Linked DNA regions of Mus musculus: region 1 is linked to region 2. A link is a contact called in public HiChIP or PLAC-seq data. All regions are on one chromosome and are shown on one strand. The core of a region is the stretch at or near the end of the contact, and the rest is flanking DNA. Distances in the headings are between cores, read along the strand shown. Region 1 overlaps Herc6 (hect domain and RLD 6). Region 2 holds the start of Lsm5 (LSM5 homolog, U6 small nuclear RNA and mRNA degradation associated).

Region 1 (5,425 bases), core at 1,483-3,982, 940 kb after region 2:
TGAGATTGACTGTCTGACTATTAACTGACATTATCTTAATTATCTTAAACAGTTTGTAATAGTAACTTTCAGAAAGACTAGAAGTTAACATTACATTTTTAAGGTTTACATAGGTACAATAGCTTTTAAAAAGTTGATACTACTATGTTGTAACTAAATATAACCTTAATTTTGTATCAATATATAAAAACCTATACTAATAGAAGATTATTTTGACTAGTAGTGGCTCAATAATTTAAGAGTAGATCCAATAATCAGCCTTTTATTCTAATTATTCCTATATTCTACTTCTTTCTTTTCATCCCTTCTCCCTCCTCCCCCTAACACTAGATAGAAAAGAAAGAAGGATAGAGGAAAGAAAAAGAAAGAAAAATCTCTGAGTCTAAACTCCCTTAGTTTGTTTCTTTCCTGATTCAAGACCATTACAACTTGTAACTACCCACCTTAAATGAAAACAAAGAGCAATCATCCATTGAACAAAAAGAACCATCCACCCCACTTTTGGCAAATGGGTTGTTTTTGTCCTAAAGTTGCATCCTGCTGACTTGAAGCATTGTTTTTCTTTTGGAGGTGGTCGCCTAAAAATTGTGATTTGGGTCAGTCTAAGAAAGCTAGCTGTAGCATTTATTGTCCAGTCTTTGCATGCTGGGAAAATTCAGGGCTTAACTGAAGTCCTGACTGGAACAGTCTTTGATGCTCACCAACTGGGCCAGTAGCTTACTTTGAATCTGTCCTGGATACACAGTTTTAAGGAAACAGCATTGAGGCAGCCTGAGGTAGGATCAGGCAGGATGTGGGGATAAATATATCTCAATGTCTCAGCATCTTTTTTGTCATCCTTAAGGTAATTGTCTCAGGGCTGCTTGTCTGGTTGTTTTTTTCTGTGAATATGTAAGCGTTGAGGGGTAATACACATTTTTCTATTTACACATGCATGGGATGTGCAGTGTTTACCATCCAGCCTCAGATGAGTCTCGGCTCTCTGTCCTTCTTTATAAGTTAGTTTGGATTGTTTAACCAAACTATAATATGAATTATATCTAAGCCATTTGAAAGGATGGTATCAGAATTCTTGAGGAATCTATAGCCAAAATGATTTATTGGATACACATAGCTGAAGTTTTGGCACAAAACACTGTCATGTCTCAGCCAGTCTCAGAACTGTCCCTATGTAGAAGGGTCAGTGAAACAAGTTACCTGTTTAGTTGGTTTTCGTAGTGTTTGTTTGTTTGGTTGGTTTTTTTTTTTTTTTTTTTTTTTTTCCCTATCTGTAGCCAGAATCTTCAGGGGTCTGAAGTCACATCTGTCAGATCTGATTTTTATCAGTTTGGAAGGAATGCATAGCTTTTCTATTCCTGTAGAGAGAAACACAAAATTTCTCCCCCAAAGAATCACATTTCCTTCCTTCCATTCTTAGGTTAGGACATCCTTAATATAAGCAGTCTGGTTTAGTTCAGCAGTTTTTCCATAAGTCAATGTATTTTAGCAGTTATGCTATCTATCTCATTGAAGAAACAGCATTGAGGCAGTCTGAGGTAGGATCAGGCAGGGTGCTGGAATAAATACATCTCAGTGTCTCAGCATTCTTTAAAATCACACACACACACACACCACCACCACATTTAAGACTTGAAATATTGATGTCAACAAAATATTAAATATTAAACTCTCTTTGGGAGATTCTGTATCGCCCTTTTGTTCTATGAACATTATCTTTAAAGCTCTGTTAGATCGCTGCACAGTTACTTGTGTGGTATGATTGTAAGGTATGCCTATAACAGGCTTTATGTCATAATGTCTAAAAAATTGTTGTATTCTAATATATGATACCCGAGCATAAATAGCTTCAGTCTGCAAATGCTTCTCTAAGGTAGCCACCATCTAAAATAAATATGCAATCTCAGACTCAGCCTTTCTAGAACTTAAGGCGGAAAACCATTAGGATTTGAAATATGCATCAATTGTGTGATGTATTATCACATATGTATATTTTCAATTTTCAAAATCTGCAAAATTATATACATAAGCTATTGCATGTTATTGCTCCCAGGTAACTTCATTAAGCATTGTATTGCTATGAGTTGCCATTATAATTCCCCCAAGCATTTATGAATTTCCATTTCATCTGGAACTTCTTTTTTTTTGTTGTTGTTTTTGTTATTGTAGGATCCAGATTGGATTCTTTTGAAGGTTCTTTACTCCGATTTAAAGAATCCTCTAACCTCTGTTCTATGGCCGTGAACCTAGCATTCTGTCTTTCAGTTCTCTCCTTACCTAGGTCTGTTTTATTCTGATCTTTCTTAGAGAGGATCTATAAAATTGTAATTGTTACAGAAAAAAAAAAACATTTAAATGCTGATAAACAAGACAAAGTCATATGCAATCCAGATGCATTGAGTCATTGTGCTTCTCCGCATTTTCAACACAGAAAATATTTTTCTTTTCAAACTCTAATTCTTTACTTCCTTCAGAGACTTTCTCCCTGTATTCTTTCTATATTCATTTTTTCCCCTTTAGCACTTAAACACATTTTCGAGCATATTATACCTGTTTAGAGCTTTGCGTCTGGGCTTGGATTTTTTTTTTCTTTCTGCCTGTTGCTTTTGGCGCTTCTCAGCTAGTACCTTGTGTTGCCAGTTTAGCATCTGGCAGTTTGAGTTGATTCTGACCCATGAGGGCTGGTGTCTGTAGCAGGCTCCCTTTGTGGGTTTGGCCTGGAGCCAATGTTTGCCCTCTGACTTCTGGGCTGCAGTGTACACTGTCTCTTTTTGGCTCTGAGCCATTACCAAACTGTGCTGCAGTTTCCCTAAGGGCTCCTAGCTCTCTCAAAAAATTTTAGCCTTCTAAATTTCCTCCAGCTAGGAAATCGTGTCCCAGCAACCACACGGTGACTCACAACCATCTGTAATGAGATCATCTAGTGTGTCTGAAAACAGCTACAGTGTACTTAAATATAATAAATAAATAAATAAATAAATAAATCATTAAAAATACACTTTAAAAAAAATCTAACCTTTCCCTTATAGCTTAATTTACTGCTTAATAAACTACATCTCTCCTTGGTGACTTTTAGTATTGTTTAGATAATCAGATGCTCTAAATTTATTTAATTTTGTAAATGAACAATGAAGATGTTTAATTACTTATTAGTTTACTGAATACTCATTCTTTACTTGGAAGAAAACTTCTAGTAAGCACATTATAGTTAAAAATATGGAAAAATAAGCAAAGAAATAGGGAAAAAAGAAAACCAGATGCTCACTAGTCAGATGCACCTGTTAATCTACCCTCTACCAACATTAAACTGTCCTACCCAGGGTTAGTGCTGGATCCTATAATTTCTGCATTTGGTAGGAGAGGAAGAAGAACCAGAAGTTTAAGCTCATCCTTAGCTACCTATATATAGGCAGAGATATCGTGTGTGTGTGTGTGTGTGTGTGTGTGTGTGTGTGTGTGTGTGTGTATTTGTGTCTATCTCTGTGTGCCTATCTGTATATGTGTATCTCTGTTTCTATATGTATGTTTATACACACACATATTTCCATTTTGAGGTCAGTCTAAGCTACATGAGATTCTGCCACAAACCTACAAAGCAAAATAGAAAAACTACACACACACACACACACACACACACACACACACACACACGCACGCACACATGCACACACACACACACAATATTGATATGTTGTAGAATAGGCCAAGGATTTTACGAAAGTATGAAATTGCATTCTCATATTCTTCTCAGCTACTTACTACCTGCTATTTTGGTTATGTTCCCATAGTGGGTAATAAACGATATCTTACTGTGATTTTCATTTTCATTTTTCTGTCATCTAATACTTAATAAGTTTGAACAACCTTTTATGTAGTTATTGACTAATATACTTTATTTGAAGATTTTTTTTGCTTATTTTACAATTATTTCATCTTTGTTTTTATTATTGGATTATAATTATATATGCGTGTATATGTGCACATAGTTAGTATATACAGGTTTTTAATATGATACTTTTGCTTTACTCTGTGCATCTATTTCACTTTCTCAGTGGTGTCCTTTGAAGCATGAAAGTATTGTTACTTTTCTCCCTTCTTCCCTCCCTCCTTCCTTCCCTCCTTCCTTGCTTCCCTTCTTCCTTCCTTCTTTCTCTCTCTCCTTTGTAGTGCTGGAGATGCAACCTACAGCCTCACAGATGCTAGGCAAACACTCTGTCACAGAACTAAGCTACGCCCCACACAGCCCTTTTGTTGTTATTTTTGTGTCCGGACCGGGCTTTTGCTATCAAGTTATAGCTGGCCCAGAACACGTGGTCTTCCTGCCTTAGCATCCAAAGTGCTAAGATAGGCATTTTCCTGATGTTCATCTTAGTTTTTAATTTTGGTAAAATATCTCTCTGGCTCTCTGTGTGTGTGTTCCTATCACTGTCTCTGTCTTTCTCTACCAGGGCCTCATGAACCCTTGGCTGTCTCAAGTCCACTATATAACTGAAAATAACCTTGACCCTCTGGTGCGACTCTCTCTGTCTCCCAATAGCTGAGATGACAGGCTTATTTGCCTCTGGGTTTGTATGAGGTGCTGAGAACTGACTCCTGGACTGTGTTCATGCCTGGTACAAACTACTAACTAAACAATGTCCCTCAGCCTTACCTTTTTTTTTTTTCTGAAAGTTAAATCTCTAACCATTTGTCATTACTTTGTAGAAATCTTGCTAGATTTACCCATTAATACTAAATTGTGGTTCCACCTTTGAGTTTCTGTGCATACAATCCTATAATTTAATAATAATACCATTTTTCTTTTATCTTTTTGCATGTAGTACATATAAGTTGTGGATGCATGCCTACTGAAATAGTTGATTTCTGAGCATTGTTTCTTCTGGGAACCTTTGTTAATCCCCTTACATACATAGCTAATGAGAAACTATATCCTAGATATGTGGCTACTTTCTGATTAGTTACAAGTGGGCAACCCATATCTTGTTTTTTCAAATAAACCTTTATTTTTAATCTATATGTGTGGGTGTTTGTCTTGCATGTATGTCTGTGCACCACTTGTATACAAATATCTATGGAGAGCAGAAGAGGTCATTGGATCCCCTAGAATTGGAGTTGTGAACTATCATGTAGTGCTGGGAATTGAACTCAGGTCCTCCAGAAGAGCAGCAAATGCTCTGAACTGTTGAGCCATCTCTCCAGCCTAAAGAAGTTTTTGGCTAAGCCAGCAGTAATTTATTCTCAAGGTCATAGGTATCTTGGTTTAAAGGCCTACTAGGAACCTGGTTTGAGGTCAGAGCAGGCAGCCTCTGAGGCTATGTCTCAGGAATTCTTACATCTATCTGCTCTTGGAAGATGTAGTTTTTTTTTCCCATTTTTATTAGGTATTTAGCTCATTTACATTTTCAATGCTATACCAAAAATCCCCCAT
Region 2 (5,215 bases), core at 998-3,497:
TACAAATTCAGGAATAATATGAAGATAATAATCCTTTAACTGGACCTCACAAACACCAGTAAATAACGTTTCAGTATTAAGGTATTTTCCAACAAGTAATTTTTTTTATATCGATCATACTAAAGCTGCTATGGAGGTTTAAAGGAGAATGGCCTCCACTTGGTCCTCTGTTGGCAAACTGGAAATGATTAGGAGGTGTGGCCTTTTTTGGAGGAGGTGTATCACCCTGTTAGGCTTTGAGATTCCAAAAACCTAAATTATACCCACTTAGTGCGCTCGCGTTCTCTATTTACTTCTCTCTCTCTCTCTCTCTCTCTCTCTCTCTCTCTCTCTTGGTTATTATCTAACATATAAGCTCTTAGCTAGGACAGTCAGGGACTCTAACCATCTGAAACTGTAAGCAAGCCCCCAGTTAAACGCATTCTTCCATAAGATACCTTTGTCATGCTGTCTCTTCACATTAATAGAAAAAAGTAATCAAGGCACCATCTTTAATTAAAAAGAGATTTCCTCCCCTCCTCTCAAATTTTTTTAATTTTTTAAATACTACTCACAATTCTGTGACATCTTCCAACACCATATCTGAATTTAATGTTAAGAAAATAAATAAGGTTTATTCAGGTATATGTTTTTGTTTGGTTTAAAATATGTTCAACACTATGATAGTGCAAATTCAAAAGGTTTGTTGTTGGCAAGAGCCCTATCAACTGTCAGCAAACACACCTCTTAAAATACTACCAAGTTCCTGGAAAACAAAATTATTCTTAATGTAATAACCAGAAATTCTTCGGTTGTCTATAGTTCTTTCTTATATTAATACATCTTTAGAAACCTACACCATTCCCGCTTTTAAAAAGGATACTGACAAAGTCATCAAATCCTAGAAGTGTCCCGACAATTTCTTTATCACTCTTCATCACAATGTGAATTCTTGACCCTATACATTTGTCCACAAGCTCTGTGGAAGGAAAAGGGTAATTTTACCTACTTATTAGATCGACCAACATTTGAATGCCTACTTCACTTATTATTTTTTATCATTAAAGATAAGCAAAAACATTCAGTTTTTTGCTATTTATTTATTTATTTACTTACTTTTATTAATCATTCCATCTGTTTACATCTCAAATGATATTCCCCCTTCCTGGTTACCCCTCCACAACACCCCTCCCATATCTACCTTCTCCCCACTCCCCAATTGCTTCTATGAGGGTGCTCCCCCACCCACCCACCCACTCCAGCATTCTCCTTATGCTGTGGCATCAAACTCCACAGGATCAAGAGCCTCCCCTCCCAATGATGTCAAAAAAGGCCATACTCTCCTACATATGTATCTGGAACCATTCGGTAATTTTACATCTTACACAAATCTCTGTTTAATCGTTAGCACAAATGTTTGCCTTAGCTTTCACTTAACTCTTTATTTGCAATTAATAGGACTGTGATTTTTATTTAGATTATTTGATTAATGTATGAAAACACACACCATGAGGTGGGTGGAGACCATAACTGTTTTTCTTCATCAGTGTTTGTACCGATAAACAATATCTAACACTGCAAAAACTTTCAATCACAGACACATTCACTAAGCTCACCAGCCCCAAAACATGACAAGGGAGAAGCATTATTACAGACACCGGCTTTCCCGTCACTCCTTCTCTCACTTAACCTTAACTCTCTGTGCTCCTGGGCCAACCTGTTCATCTCAGCATCTTAGAATTGCTCAGCACGATGCGTGCCGGTGTGCGATCTTGAAAGCAATGGCTGTAATTCAAGTTCATTATTCAACAGTTCTCTGGCACTGCGCGGGAATTGCTTGTTGAATTAATGAACGACGGGGCTAGTTTCCAGATTTCTATTGTAAGATTCATTGTATGCCGTGGCGCACTCCTTACCCAAGCCAATACAGGGTCTACCTGATCTGGAGACCAAGAAGGCCAAGCTGAGAACTGGGACTGCGCGACTCATGACATCTTACTGGCGAGCTCAAAAAGGCCGAGCACGTCCTTCACTAAGTGGGACCCTCACCGACCACCGACAGGCAAAACGGTCTGTCTGTCTGCCCAGTGACGCCAAGGACCGGACAGCCGGGCCCGGAGGGGCGGTGGCCCAGCCTCGGCCCCCAGCGTGGAATTGCAGCAACCCGACCGCTCCCCAAACAAGACTTTTACCTAGTGGCAGGAGTTGGGACGGGTTCGTGGTCGCGTTAGCCGCCATGGCCACGCCGGAAGTGGCTAAGGACACCGGCGCAGACTTTAAAATTGCGCGCTTCCGCCCTTTTCCACAGCTGGTTCAGACAAGACTAATCCAAAGCCGATCTTGAGATCCAGAGGATCCCAATGGATCGCAGACAGATTCGATAGAGAGGTTCGGATCTCTATCCCTGCCACCAACCCAACAGGCACCTATGGTACCCCCAAGTTTTGCTAAACTTCAGAGATAATTTGCCGCCGGAAGACCAGCATACGAGATCTCTGAGTCGGTTAATTTTCCTCTAGAAGGTTGCATTTCAAGCCTGTATCTTTCTTCAGAGCAATAAAATCAATTTATATTTCCTACTATAAACTCGTTCTGCATGCTCCTCAACAACTACTCATTTTTTTTTTTTTAAGGAATCTGGTACTTTTAAGGCCAGAGGACTGAAAGTCTATAAAGCAGCATTTTTCACAAGCTTTTTTTTTTTTAGAAAAAACAAACAAACAAACAAACAAACAAAAAACTTCTACTATTATTTAATTTCTTCTTGTCGTTTCTAGGTGTCTGGTTTATTACAGGCATTAAAGTCACTATCAGTTTTCAATTTGCAGGCAACCGTAAGATGTCACTCTGTATGTTGACTCCATCATGTTTGGAAACCTTGCTATCACACTTCTGCATTGGAAAAGATTAAAAAGCCCCCTTTTAACGTGGAGTGGCCAGTAAACCCAACACTTGAGAGACAAAAGGAGGCATCTGTTGCAGGCATGGCCCTCTTAGACCCCGACACAAAATAAGAAATTAAAACTAACAAGGGCTAGCTGGTAGCTTGGCTATAGGGTACTTTCCTAGCATTCATGAGGCCCGGAGTTTGGGCCCTAGTGTTTTTTGTTTGTTCGTTTACGTGCTTGTTTTGTTGTTGTTGTTGTTGTTGTTGTTGTTGTTAAAGCAGATAAATACTTTGCCTTTGTCCATCTCATGTGACAGACTTAAAACCAAACAGCCTAAATATGAGAGATGAGCACCCTTCATTCCTCCATTGAAAAAACATATCAGTGGAATATTGTTTGACTAGCAGCTTGCTGGATACATAAAACAATGTTCAGAAAAGTCTTCAACCAAGAGAGTGGGAAGGAGGACAAATAGTACATTTCATGTGCACAGCACTATGGGATTTAATATGGAAAGCAATGAAAACTCAGCTCCATTCTCAATTCCAAGCCAGTGGTGGCTTTTTTTCCTCCACGCCCAATCTATAAGTCTTACAGATCTACTAGGTCCCAAGGCAATTACAAACACACTTGACAGCCATCCTTTTGAGGTAAGAGTCAGGATTAAGTTCCTTGTGCTTAAAACAAGTTAAAACACTGTCCCTTGGCCACAGCTTGAAGAACTGAGGAGTTGTTGGGAGTCTTCTCACACAGTGACTAAGAATGGGTAAGCAGAGAAGAGGCAAAAGCCGCATTCTGAGAAAAGGAAACATTGTGTGCAGTGGATGTGTGTCACTCCAAGCTTCTCTTGTTGATCTTGTCTTTAAACCATACCCATTTCTCCCACATTGAGCATAAAACACTTGCCTTTTCAAATCCATTTCCTGAGTAACCCCAGTCTTCACTCATTTTTTTTTCTATTTAACTGCATGATACTGCTCAATGTCCTGGTAAAGATGTTCAGTTTGCAGGACCCTGGCCAGAGATGATCACCTATCCTGACTTGTGTAGTCTTGTTGGAGGCCGATGCTGGCTGACAGCAGTGTCAATAGCTGTCAGGATTACTTGGATGTATTTTTTAATATAATTATTCAAAGTTAGCTACCCTTCAAAAACCCGATTCCTCAAGACTAAGAACACTGGGACATAGCATAGTGATTAAATCCACTGGTTCTGAATTTAGTGACTTTTAGTCAAATCCAAACTTCACAATTTTTAAAAGCTTTTAAAACTGTTTTTAAAATTACATTGAATTGTGTGCACCATATGAGTGCACACACATGTGTAATAGAAGAAAATTTGAAGGAATGTGTTCTTTCCTTCTATCATGTGTATTCCGGGGCTCAAACTCTGGTCAACAAGCATGGCAGAAAACACCTTTATCTAGAGCCATCTCACTAACCCCAACACAGTTTCTACTAATTATTTTTTCTTATGTGTACATTATTTAAGCTTTTTAAATCTTAGTTTTTCTATTAGAAGCACTGATAGTAATGGCAAACACAGTATTATTTTTAATTAATTAATTAATTAATTAATTATATGGGTGTTTCGTTTGCATGTATGTCTGTCTTTGTGACTTTTCTATTGATGTGAAGGGACACTCTTGCGCGCGCTCGACTGGCCAGGAAGAACGACGCTGCAACAGGATCCTTCTGCACACGTTTATTGGGAGAGCTTGATTGTAGAGGCGAAAAGACTTCGAGCCCAGAACTGGTGCTGCTTTTATAGGCCTAGGAGGGGCGTGTCTCACACCCGGATTGGTTATGCACTAAGCCTCATTTGCATGTTCCTCATCTGATTGGCTACTCTCTCTCAGTACCTTACAGAACCTCATTATCATACCTCATTTGCATGTCTCACATCTGATTGGTTATACTCTCAGTACCTTACAGAACCTCATTATCATGCCTGGGCCAGGCAGTGTCTTTGCAAAAAAATTTACTGCATATGTACACATTGGTTGTTTGTCCAATCTTATGTGTGGTGGCCAGCAGTAGTCAGTGCCACTCAGCAACAGCACATGTGGCTTCCCACAGGACACCACAACCAAGGCAACACTTAAACATCAATTGGGAACTTGCTTTAAGTTGCAGAGCTTTAGATCATTATCATTCTTGTGGGGGGGCAGTAATAGCAGCATCCATGGCACTGGAGCAGTAGCTGAGAGCTACATCCTGATCCACAGGCCAAGAGAAAAAGATTAGTCCTGGCATGGCTTTTGATAACCTCAAAGCCCCGCCCCCCGCTTCCAGTGACATACTTCCTCTAAGGCCACACCTACTAATCCTTCTAATCTTTTCAAACAG

Evidence for each region. HiChIP or PLAC-seq counts read pairs in DNA pulled down with a chosen protein or histone mark.
Region 1: an H3K4me3 HiChIP or PLAC-seq map of bone marrow-derived macrophages shows a contact between it and region 2, with 4 times the contacts expected there. The contact joins the enhancer-like site here to the promoter of Lsm5 in region 2. A contact is called at or near these places in 4 of 39 promoter capture datasets (the C10 cell line, liver and pre-B cells), 2 of 115 datasets of contacts at active chromatin or transcription factors (bone marrow-derived macrophages and large pre-B cells) and 1 of 9 other capture datasets (liver).

Annotation. Positions count from the first base shown.
Region 1 is chr6:57,639,234-57,644,658 of GRCm38.p6, forward strand. The region is part of intron 13 of Herc6 (hect domain and RLD 6); the gene reads left to right. Among named protein-coding and RNA genes, the nearest start is that of Pyurf, 50 kb to the right of the region's middle. Within about 2 kb of position 2,733, at least 82 of the 459 cell types and tissues checked have an H3K27ac peak or open chromatin away from gene starts, as enhancers often do. A contact at or near this core is called in bone marrow-derived macrophages and pre-B cells, where this site is marked.
Region 2 is chr6:56,702,452-56,707,666 of GRCm38.p6, forward strand. Lsm5 (LSM5 homolog, U6 small nuclear RNA and mRNA degradation associated) reads right to left here and starts at 2,248. Exons shown (of 5, transcript NM_025520.3): 1 at 2,172-2,248; 2 at 863-958; 3 at 555-582. The coding sequence starts at 2,217.